Linked DNA regions of Mus musculus: regions 1, 2 and 4 are each linked to region 3. Evidence: chromatin contacts called from public Hi-C, HiChIP or PLAC-seq and promoter capture Hi-C data. All regions are on one chromosome and are shown on one strand. Each heading gives the region's core, a stretch centred on a gene start, on an enhancer-like site or on the middle of the called end of the contact. The rest is flanking DNA. Distances are from core to core; before and after follow the strand shown. Region 1 holds the start of Smim4 (small integral membrane protein 4). Region 2 overlaps Ankrd28 (ankyrin repeat domain 28). Region 3 holds the start of Eaf1 (ELL associated factor 1). Region 4 overlaps Ankrd28 (ankyrin repeat domain 28).

Region 1 (2,700 bases), core at 108-2,607, 370 kb before region 3:
GGCCCATGCCTGTAAACCCAGAGGATGACTCTAAGTTTTGAAGATTCAAGGCCAGCATAGTCGGGCTCCGCGTCAAAGTATAGAAAGAGTAATCAGGGGCTGGAGAGATGGCTCAGTGGTTAGGAGCACTGACTGCTCTTCCAGAGGTCCTGAGTTCAATTCCCAGCAACCACATGGTGGTTCACAACCATCTGTAATGGGATCCAATGCTCTCTTCTGGTGTGTCTGAAGACAGCTACAGCGTACTCAAAATAAATCTTAGAAAGAAAGAAAGAAAGAAAGAAAGAAAGAAAGAAAGAAAGAAAGAAAGAAAGAAAGAAAGGAAGGAAGGAAGGAAGGAAGGAAGGAAGGAAGGAAGGAAGGAAGGAAGGAAGGAAGGAAGGAAGGAAGGAAGGAAGGAAGGAAGGAAGAAAGAAAGAAAGAAAGAAAGAAAGAAAGAAAGAAAGAAAGAAAGAAATGAATGGAGGTTTTGAAAGAACAACCTAAAATTCTCAAATGGTAAGTTACATGAGAGGCAGACAAAGGGCCCAAAGGTTGGGAGAAAGCCTGAAAGGAACTGGCAGTTCCAGAGGCCGTTCTCAGAAATGCCAGACATTCTTTTCACAGTTCTAGGTCAAAGACATAACCTAAGGAGAGCGAGTGACCAGTAGTAATTAGCTAGGACAGCCGGGATAACTTCCTCAGGAGTTTGGGCTAAAGCTCTCAAAGGGCAAGGGCCTTAACCTGAATTTCTGAGCTATATCTCTGAATTTCCCTCAGGACTGGTTCCTCTTCCACATGCGATTAATCCTGTTCCTTAGGCCCAAAGTCACCAGCAGGGCCAAGGACAGGCTACAAAGACCTGCACGGCCTGACTAGAGGCACGTGCCCTCTTCAAATGCCGGAAGAGGAGGAGGGCTGGATGCCAATGTGAACAAAATACAAGAGCCCTAAGGGCCTCCTGCCTCGCTGCACGAGAACTGTCAAAACACTGTTCCTAACGCCCAAAGTGAAAGGAACTCTGCAACTGAATGGATCGCATACCCACGGGAGAAACGGAGGCTGCTGCACCCTCACTTACAGAAGGTCTCCTGGCCCACGCGCACTTTAATCATGATCCACTCCATCGCACCTCCCAGGACAAAAAAGAAGGGCAGGAATCTGTAGATGCCGAATCGCTGCTTGCCGGGCACTCGCTGAAGAGCTCGCCTCACCTGGGCCCTGGAGAACATGACCGAGGCCTCCCAGTGGGGTAGGGACGGAACCAGGCAGACTGGTGTTCCCGGAGGCAGTACAAATAACCCTGCGGACCCCTGCGTGTCCGCGGAGTCCCGTGGACTGAGCACCAAGACTCGACTGCAGCGCCACAGCCCGGCCGCAAGAGTTAGGTCGCGGAAGTTAGGACAGACCCAAAGCCTGGTCGGCTCCGCCAATCAGAATGTGGCGGGACTCTCAGACTCTCCAATCAGAGTGCTGTTTGAGCGCGCGTGCTCTGTGAGGCTGAGTCGGTCTGAAGAAGCCTGCGCACGCGCCTAGATTCTGGAGACGGAGAACCTTCGGGGGGCGGGGTCTCCAACGTGGCGTGGCGGCCCCGCCCTCGACCTGCTCTCACTGCTGAGGCTCAGAGTTTACTGCCGCGCCCCCTACTCTGCCATCGCCATCTTTTTTTGTAATACCCTGACCGAGGTGTCGACCCTTTGTGAATGAAATCAGCTAAAATGCAGTTTCGTGACACTCCTTCCTTTTATTTCTGGATGTGACTGGTTTGACTTGGATTCTAATACAAACATAACTCGATATGCATTTTCGAAAGCTGAATTTTATCGTCGCAGCAAAAAGTACAACTGTCTATAACAAACATGCTAAAATAATATAAACCTATGATAAGTGGGAAATTACCGTTATTCTGGTAACTTGTAGTGTTTTTAAGCATCACAACCAATAGTTACAGAAGAGGATCAAGGTAAAGAGTGACTTCGCTGTCAAACCACAACCCTATCGGCACCCTTGTAAGATGAGCCTTTCTATGATGCTGTGAGAATTGACAATCTAAAAGAATTAAATGGCCTGGCAGTGGTGGCATATGTCTTTAATCCCAGCACTTGGAAGGCAGAGGCAGGCGTATCTCTTGAGTTCGAGGCCAGCCTGGTCTACAGAGTGAGTTCCAGGACAGCCAGGGCTACACAGAGAAACCCTGTATCAAAAAAAAAAAAAAAAAAAACAGAATTAAATGACAGATTGCAGCGAGGAGGCCTGGTGGGCCCATGCCAAGGTATGCCCCTGAGAAATTATGCTGTGCAACAAATCTGGTATGAAAGGAGTTTATTGGGGAAGGAATAGAGGCAGTGAGGGAACCATGAAGGCAGAGAAAGAGGGGGGGGGGTCATAAACAGCTGACTAAGCGCAGCCTGCCTGGAGGTACCTACTGGAGAAGCCACACACAGTGAACGCCTGGCACTTGGTGCCATTTCTCTTGGATCTGAGGACTGAAACTTGTAAAGTGTCATCCACTTGGAAGGAATCCACATGTGGCCAGGTCTTCACAGCCCACCTAGGTCAATGGACCTACAAGGGTCCACCCATAAGCCCACCCTTCGGCATCCATGACTACCCAGACCAGAATCTGATACACCCGATCCTCAGCATAGGTACAGGCAAACTACAAACGTACACATTACACACAACCTTAAACCCAACAGCCACGTGTGTTCAGTTGGGCAA
Region 2 (2,700 bases), core at 120-2,619, 290 kb after region 3:
TGAAACTCAGAGCTCAGAGAATTCTTCGGAAGAGGAAGCAGAAAGATTATAAAAGTCAGAGGGGATGGAGGACACCAGGAGAACAAGGCGCCCTGAACCAACCAGGCACATACGAGCTCACAGAGACTGAACTGAAGCAGCAAGCACAGGGCCTGCAAGGGTCTGCACCAGGTCCTCTGTGCGTAAATTGTAGCTATTGGCTTAGTATTTTCATGGGACTCCTGCTTATGAGAACTCTGACTCTCGTGCCCACCCTTGGGGCTCTTCTTCCTGATGGGTTGCTGTGTCCAACTCTGATATGGTTGGTTTTTGCTTCATCATGTTTTATTTTATTTTGTCATGTTTAGTTGTTATCTCTTAGAAGACTTTTCTTTTCTAATGAGAAACAGAAACCAAGTGGATCCAGGGGATAGAGGAGGGAATCAGCCTGGAGTAGAGCTACACCTTGTCCAAAACCAAAGCAATAACCTACAAACACAACAAATGCTAGGAATGTTAGGACACGGCACCCTTATATACTGCGTATGTATGGTAATGTAAATTAATCCAGCCACTATGGAAATCAACAGAGAGGTTCCTCAGGAAATTAAAAATAGAACTGTATGACCCGTCTACATCACTCAGCAGTATATACCCAAAGAAGTCAAAGTCAGCATATAACAGAGACACTACATATCTATCACTATCACAGTCCAGTGATAGCAGCAGCCAAGCTACAGAATGAGCTCAGGGGCCCCGTTCAACAGGTGAAAGGGGTATTAACTGATGAATTATGATCACGAGGGTGCAGAAAGGAGGATGGTTTTCATAGGGTAGGTTAACAGGAAACATTTGAAAATGAAATTGTCATTGCATGTGACCAAAAAAATTAAAGAGTAATTTTCCTATTTCCTATTTGTAAATATATTGTTTTCATATACTTGACGTTTTTCTTGTGACATTTATACAATGCTTTGTTTCAATCTGTTTTCTCCTGCTTTAAAAAAAGAAAAAAACAAAAAACAAAAACAAAACTCTAGAACCCTCCATTATCGGTGTGTTGTGAATCATTTAAATTGGTGGGAAAATTAACCCTGGAAGAAAATGACAAGGCTTGACTTTTCTATGTAATATGTGGCTTGCTACTTGTTGCCTACTTAGCTAACCACCACTGACCCTTCCTTCTTACAGACTACCTTTAGTTTTGTTTGGATGCCATTTCTATATTCCACATGACTTGGAGAAATCTTGAATAGTGTAAGGTGATCATGGTAATTCTATTCTACCTAGTAAGTGACTCATTTGGGAAATGACATGCTCTGAGCCAGCTTGCTCTGTCACATGCAAAGGAAAGTCATCTGTAGTGTTTCTAGGAAAGTCTCTCTTTTTTTAACCTAAAAAGGGAGAGATAGAGGGAAATGTCCCCTCCTACTGGACAACAGCATATTTGATAATGATGTTGTGAAATGTGCTGAGTATCTTATGGCTGGAGTTATCCTAGAGTCCATACTAAGTCTGACTGAGAGAAAAGCAGAAAGGAGAAAGTGAGCCACTTCCTATGGTCACAGCAGTAACTAAAGCACTCAACCTTTTACAGCATAGTATTTCAATTACTGCTACTGTGATAAGACCCTTTACTATTTAATCCAGCTTCTACTTTAAATATAAAGTATTTTCAGTTTAAAATAGCCCTAATATTAAAGAACAAATAATATCCTATTATAAATAAAAGGGCCATTAAAATATAACAATTAACCTTATATTGTCTTAAAAGCGTTTAGGTATGCCTGTGATGCTGGATATTAGGAATATGTCAAGAAAACAATAAAAATTCCAGAATGATTGTTGGCTAAGAATGAACTTGTCATAGACTCTAATAAGATATCTTCTTTGTTTTTAAGAAGTTTGAAACAAGCTATAATTAATGGAATTAACAGTTATAAGCATGGCTTTTTATAAGGTTATTAAAGCCATAAAAATGTATTAAAAAGACTTCACATCACAAACACACCAGAAAAATACTTTCGTTCTTTTAACCATAAATTTGTTATGTAGAACTACAGCATTATTTGATAAAAGGAACTAAAGAATAAGAAAAATGTCCTAAACTATCTGAGTCATTACTTGAATTTTAAAATAGTGTTCAGTATGTCTCCACCCTGTTACAGCTCAAAAAGACATGAATCATTTTCTTTAGTATTTTCCAAATGATACTTTAGGACGGAAGTGATATATACAGTTTCAATTTGTGTGTGGAATAACTAGCATACACATAAGCTACGACCTTTCTGTACTAAAGGAAATTCTTTGGGTATTTTGTGTAATTATTGCTTTAAAAAGCAAACACCGGGTAACCATAGCAACTTGTTTTTGAATTGCAAACTGTTCTTCTCAACTTTTGCAGTACAGTAACGTGATACTACATTTACCCAGGTATTTTCAAATCACAGAAAACAGCATGAATTGTAAATAATCCTTCTTTAGCCTTTTTAAAGAATTTAATGTTTATGTGTGAGACTTGCATGTATGTGTATACCATGTGAGTGCCTGTTGCTCATGGAAGCCAGAAAAAGGACATGGGGTCCCCTGGAAATGGAGTCACGGGCAGCTGTGAGCTGTCATGTGGATGATTGGCACTTAACCCAGCTCTGCTGTAAGCGTGCTAAGTCTCTGACTCAATGAGCCATCTCTTCAGTGTTTAGTTGTTTTTAGCAGGCAGAA
Region 3 (2,700 bases), core at 159-2,658:
TTTTATAAAAAAGGTCCCAGTTCTTCTGAGCCTCTTTTTCCAGTTTTTGCTGTTTAAAAGCAGACACCAAAGCTTGGTCTCTTTTCAGTTTCTCCTCTTCTTCAGTGCTAAGAATCCTTGCTTGCAGTCCTTTCCTTTGGAAAGAAGCCATTGTAGTTGCCGGAAACACATTCAATGCTGCTATAGGTCCTCTGTTCTTCAACCATCTGAACAAACGATGCTGAGATTGTAGACACTGGAGTTTCTCTGATGCAGTTTCCCCAGGTGACTTTCCAGCTCCAACAGGATACGATGCTACTTAGGAAAGAGAAAGGGGGGGAGGGGGTTGACTGATTGATTCTGACTAGTGATTCTCTAACAACCTGCCTGCTTCTCTCCCCATCCTGTTCATCTGAGCCAGGGGCTGTCCCTGAAGCCCAGCCTGTCCCTTGAATGTACTTCCTCTTGCCTCATCCTCCCAACTCGGGTGACCAGGGCCTCATCAAGCTAGATCGTTCTTTATTATTTCTAGAGCTTGGATTCTAAACGAGTCCAAGACTCGGGGAGAGGTTCCCGGAGGGCTCTTTAAGGCTCCGGGGTCAATTCACTTAACACTCCCGAGATGCTGACTCTGCCCAACACCCTGCCGGGGTCTGGAGAGGTCATAAAGACCAAGACAGTCTCTACTGCATAGAGCTTACTACACTCAGAGACCAGAACTCTCACGGACCGGACTCCCAATTCAAATCAGATGAGCCAAGTACTACAAGAAATAGGTTTACTTAGGGCAAAGGGACGCATCCACGAGTTGACTGAGAAAATGTGAGAAAAAAAAATTCTCATCAACGTTCAGTGCCCGTGGGAAACGTGACTTCAAAACAACGGCAACAACCGCCCTAACCGAAAGCGGGTAGACGATTGCCTAACAGACACGGGATCGCGGGGGGGCTAAGGAGGTGACGGAGCTGATCCGGAGAGGCCGGGGTTTCTGATCGTACCCATAAACTGAAGGAAGCGTCGTCGGCCAGGAGAACTGAAATCCTCTCATCGCAACCATGGAGCGAAGTAGGGGGAAGGGTGACTGAGGTCCCGAGAACCGTCATCGCTCTCTGAACCCTCGGATAAAGCAGGCCGCTAGGGTCTCGGGCATGTCCAGGGACACTCATACCTACATTCAAACTCGCGTCCACTCAGTTCCCCACGCTCTGAGCTCCCAGGGTCCCCAGCAAAGAACAGGTCAGGGCGCACTCACCCGTCAGTCAAGCCCAGGCGTCGGCAGCAGAATCTTCTAGCTGACCTGGGCTCCTCCTTAGACCAGAAAACTGTGGGCTGCAGCAGTCCCGGAGAACTCTCTCTCCATGGCACTGCCCCCGCTATTTCCGTTGGGGAGACGGAAGTCCCTCCCCAATGCCGGAAGTGCAGCGGCCTTACTTCCGCAGAGTCTCTCGAGACGCGGAGTAGATTGGTTTCCGGCCCCGGGTGGGCGCGGACTTGGTTCAGTGCGCGCTCCGGAGCGGTGTCCCGGGAGCGCGGTCCTGCGGGCCGCTTGCGCGGGGATCCGGGGGGACTGCGGCCGCGCGAGGAGAGCTCCAATCCGGGTGCCGGGCAAGTGCAAGGCCATGAACGGCACGGCGAACCCGCTGCTGGACCGGGAGGAACACTGTCTGCGGCTAGGGGAAAGCTTCGAGAAGCGGCCGCGGGCCTCCTTCCACACGATTCGCTGTGAGTGAGCGCCCCTCCAGGTTCACTTGGGGCTCCCTGGCCGCCACGTGCAAGCCCAGACTCCCCTGGCTAATCCCGGCTCGAAAGCGTCGCTTTCCTTACCTCTCATCCCTTAGCCTCTGGAACTTCGATCTGCTCTTTTACTTTGAAATCTCTTCTCCCAAACCAAACCTCTGATTGCTGCCAACTATTCTTTTACTTTACAGTCTCAAATACCACTTCAGAAAGTCATAGCCCCTTTATTTCAAATTCCCCTTCCCAGCCCTTAAGCCAAACTTTTCTCCTTTAGTAGCGATGCCCATTTCTCCTCCCTTGTGTCCCCGTTCTCTTTGTCGAATTCTTCCATCAGGGCTCTTGCCCTGGAAAAGTCTTCCGTTTGCTACGAGTGTCGTTTACTTCATTCCTTCCCTTGCTCCTTTCCCCTTGCTCTTGGTCTCCTCCACAGCCAGGGAACCTGCATTCTTCGTGCCACCCATAAGGTTTCTTCTTCCTCTCTGCTTATGACACTGATTTTGTTGTTGTTGCTGTTCGAGACAGTCTTACTAGTGATGCTGGCCTAGAAATTACTATATAATTCAGGCCAGCGCTGAACATGCTGCAGTCCTCCTACCTCAGCTTCTGTGGTGCTGAAAATATGGACCTGATCCACCATACCTAGCTAGATTAATGTCACCTACTTCACCTTAACTTCTGGGCCAACTCACTTGTGGGTGAAGAATAAAATTAGAGTTTGTGCATCTGGCATAAATTAAAGCCTGATCTATGTTTGGAAAATGAAGAAGGCAGCATAAGGAATGTGGAAAGAGTCATTATGTTGGGCCCTTTCCTACGTGATTATAGACTCTGAAAGGGGTATTGCCACTGTGTGTCCTGAGTCAGGACATGGCTGACCAAACCAAGCACATCCCTGTGAATCACAGGCGTCGGGTTTCCGGTAGCGTTAGTGTGGGTTAAGACCTGCTTTGTCATGGGAGCTAATCGATGTGACTCAACACACAG
Region 4 (2,700 bases), core at 125-2,624, 270 kb after region 3:
TGGATCTCAGCATAACTACAGATTCTAAGAAAGCTTGGTTGTATATACCAGGTCAAAAATACTACTACCTACTTACAAATCTTGGGGCTGCATCATACAGAAATATTTATGGTCCAATGAATTTAACTATAAATTATGAAACATTTAATCTTAACAAGTCATCAAAGATAAAATAATATGAAGATACATCACCTTGAATGAGGAGACAGTTACTACTACTACTAGCTGTGATGGTTTGAATGAGACGTTCCCTACAAACCTTGGGCACTTGAGTACTGGGTCAAATATGTAGTGATACAATGCAGTGATTTGTAGGTCTACAATGCAGGAGGAAGAAATAAAAAGTGCACAGTTCTAGAGAGAAAAGGGATACTGGCAACATGGCTTCTGCAGCAAGAGAGGCTGTAACTGTTAAGATTCATACCATTACTGAGAGGCCAAATGTGTAGTGGAATAAAGGGAAGGGCGCCCTTAGGACAAGACCCCACCAACTAAGCTTTCAACTTTTGAGAAAGCAACAAAAACAGTAGCTGCTGGTAATGTGGTTACAGAGGGCAGATTTCATCCCATGCTTGCAGCTCTAGGTGGCAGTGACATCCACATGGTGCTGGCTTTAGAGTCATGAAAGATGTATAGAAGACAAGCTTCCTCTCCAGCGTAAGAGTCACTGAGCCTAGTTATGTGGCAACGGGGTCTCTGTATGGAGGTTTGAAGAGCTCACTGCCTGAAGCTGTGGAAAGTGAAATCTCGGTTGTGTTGGAGACCCCATGTTGTAAAGATTTCCATACTCTGATAGTAGAACCAGGTAGCGGTAGCTGCAGCTGCTGCCGGTGGTGCTGCTGCTGCTGCTGCTGGTGTAACCCTTTAGGTGGAAAAGCTGGGAACAGCAGTTCCATCTAAGCACTTTGACAGCAGACAGAAAGCTACAGAATCTGGAGTTTGCCCTGCTGGGTTCTGGTTTTGCTTTGGTCTAATGTTTCCCCACTATTCCTCTATCCCTCCCATTAGGAATGTGTTTATCTTATGTCATTTATCATGTAAGTATATAATTTGTTTTTGGATTTTATAGGGGGTTACAGCTGAGAGACTGTCTTGAATCTCAGAAGAGACTTACTACTTTAAAGCAGTGTCAGTGTCTGTAAAAGTCTACAGTCTGTGTCCACAGTCTGCGAAACACTATGAAGGGCTTTGAAGTTACACTAAATGCATTTATTTGCATTATGAGATGATCAGGAGCTTATGTGGGCCAACAAGTAGAATGTGGTCGTTCAAATGAGATGACCCCGGTAAGTCTTCAACACTGAAGTACTTGGTTCCCTAGTTGTTTGAGACAGGCTTAGGAGGTATGTCCTTGCTGGAAGAGGTGTGTCAATAAGGGCTGGCTTTGAGGTTTTAAAAGCCAAGTGCGTGGGGTGGGAGAACCATGTGCGGTTTCCAGTGCTCTGTCTTTACTTCCTGTTTGTGGTTTTAGATGTGAGCAGTCATATTCCAGCCTCCAGTCTGACTCCTGCTCTCATGCTGTTTCCATAATTATTGACCCTACAGGAACCATAAGTCCCCGTCCCCCCCGCCCCCACCCGCCAATAGATCCTTCCTTCTCTAAGATAACAGGTTTTATCACAGAAATAAAATAGTAACTAACACACTACTATAAACCCAAATATAAAAATGTCTACCTATTATAGGAAATGTGTACCCAATGAGCATGGACACTGACTTAAGGGAAGCTTCTGCAGATACAGGGAAGGTGCCTGCGTTCTCCGAAAGAACAGTTTTGTCCTAGTGTTAATGTGTCCCTTTCTCTTGGCTGTATGTATTCTAAAATCCCAAACAATCTCTCAGATGAGCCAGAGCTGACTGGGTCATCTTTGCACAAAAGAACACTGCTAACGAAGAGATCAAGCAGGCAACCTGGTTAGTTTTGACACTGGTGATAGAGGGTTAACAGCGAACCACCAACAGATCACTGAAAAAAAGCCTATGGACCTGAGGAAGTTCCAACAGTAGATTCAATAAGGAGATTGTGTTGTTATAAAAACAAAGTACATTTGGTCTGAAGGAACTCACTTGCACTGTAGTTATTACATAGCTTTTACTTGGTAGCTAAAGTCAATGGAAGTATTCACATTTAAAGAAAAAGAGAGTCTGACTCAGCTCTAGCATCTGAAGTTTTTTCTAGGCATAAAAAATTTAATTAAATGGGGGAAATGAACCCCTTCATATAAGATTATATAAAATAGCATGTATATTAAAATAAAAAAAATATGATTCTTTAAAAAAAATCCATAGCAGTAGTTATCAAAAGTCCTAGACATTAAAATAAACAAAACTGTACTGTTTCTTACACAGCCATTTTCTTATTTTCTCTTTTTGTGTATGTTGTGTATATGCCTATATGATGTGTGTATGTAGCCATGTGTTAGAGTAACATCTGCATCTTCTATGATGTGTGTGGGAGTCAGAAGACAACCTCAGGCTGTACCTTTCTCTCACCATGTTTTTAACAGGGTTACTGTTGTTGTCCATCACTGCATACTACATACTAGAGCAGAGAATTACCTTGAACTCCTGATTCTCCTGCTGCTCTCTCTCAAGAGCTGGGATTATAGCAACCTGTGTACCACCTCATCCAGTTTATGCAGTGCTGGAGAGCTGGGTATTAAACCCAAGGCTTCCTATATGTTAGACCAACTGACTTAC

The links. Hi-C and Micro-C count contacts between places; a contact is called where the count stands out from the background. HiChIP or PLAC-seq counts read pairs in DNA pulled down with a chosen protein or histone mark. Capture Hi-C pulls out chosen DNA fragments and counts their contacts.
Region 1: a promoter capture Hi-C map of liver shows a contact between it and region 3. The contact joins the promoter of Smim4 here to the promoter of Eaf1 in region 3. A contact is called at or near these places in 16 of 39 promoter capture datasets (the 3T3-L1 cell line, the C10 cell line, cranial neural crest and 9 more), 6 of 484 Hi-C or Micro-C datasets (CD4 T cells, CD8 T cells, embryonic stem cells and 3 more), 8 of 115 datasets of contacts at active chromatin or transcription factors (the SCID.adh cell line, astrocytes, effector CD8 T cells and 4 more) and 2 of 9 other capture datasets (adipose tissue and liver).
Region 2: a contact with region 3 is called in a Hi-C map of embryonic fibroblasts, with 7 times the contacts expected there. The contact joins the enhancer-like site here to the promoter of Eaf1 in region 3. A contact is called at or near these places in 16 of 39 promoter capture datasets (the 3T3-L1 cell line, 3T3-L1-derived adipocytes, the C10 cell line and 10 more), 1 of 15 datasets of contacts at CTCF or cohesin (pro-B cells), 38 of 484 Hi-C or Micro-C datasets (3T3-L1-derived adipocytes, B cells, the Ba/F3 cell line and 27 more), 19 of 115 datasets of contacts at active chromatin or transcription factors (the 230-238 cell line, DN3 thymocytes, the NIH/3T3 cell line and 14 more) and 3 of 9 other capture datasets (adipose tissue, liver and macrophages).
Region 4: an H3K4me3 HiChIP or PLAC-seq map of bone marrow-derived macrophages shows a contact between it and region 3, with 2.9 times the contacts expected there. The contact joins the enhancer-like site here to the promoter of Eaf1 in region 3. A contact is called at or near these places in 4 of 39 promoter capture datasets (the C10 cell line, the HPC-7 cell line, cranial neural crest and 1 more), 5 of 484 Hi-C or Micro-C datasets (bone marrow-derived DN3 thymocytes, embryonic fibroblasts, forebrain and 2 more), 4 of 115 datasets of contacts at active chromatin or transcription factors (bone marrow-derived macrophages, fetal liver and large pre-B cells) and 4 of 9 other capture datasets (adipose tissue, liver, macrophages and 1 more).

What each region holds. Positions count from the first base shown.
Region 1 is chr14:31,127,573-31,130,272 of GRCm38.p6, forward strand. It overlaps Smim4 (small integral membrane protein 4), which reads right to left and starts at 1,358. Exons shown (of 2, transcript NM_001308091.1): 1 at 1,061-1,358. The coding sequence starts at 1,211.
Region 2 is chr14:31,784,497-31,787,196 of GRCm38.p6, forward strand. All of the region lies in intron 1 of Ankrd28 (ankyrin repeat domain 28), which reads right to left. Among named protein-coding and RNA genes, the nearest start is that of Ankrd28, 45 kb to the right of the region's middle. Within about 2 kb of position 1,370, at least 45 of the 459 cell types and tissues checked have an H3K27ac peak or open chromatin away from gene starts, as enhancers often do. A contact at or near this core is called in the Ba/F3 cell line, the C3H10T1/2 cell line, the NIH/3T3 cell line and 5 more, where this site is marked.
Region 3 is chr14:31,493,671-31,496,370 of GRCm38.p6, forward strand. It overlaps Eaf1 (ELL associated factor 1), which reads left to right and starts at 1,409. Exons shown (of 6, transcript NM_028932.4): 1 at 1,409-1,701. The coding sequence starts at 1,599. Mettl6 (methyltransferase like 6) reads right to left here and starts at 1,370. Exons shown (of 6, transcript NM_025907.4): 1 at 1,232-1,370; 2 at 1-294. The coding sequence starts at 151.
Region 4 is chr14:31,760,512-31,763,211 of GRCm38.p6, forward strand. All of the region lies in intron 3 of Ankrd28 (ankyrin repeat domain 28), which reads right to left. Among named protein-coding and RNA genes, the nearest start is that of Ankrd28, 69 kb to the right of the region's middle. Within about 2 kb of position 1,375, at least 33 of the 459 cell types and tissues checked have an H3K27ac peak or open chromatin away from gene starts, as enhancers often do. A contact at or near this core is called in bone marrow-derived macrophages and pre-megakaryocyte-erythroid progenitors, where this site is marked.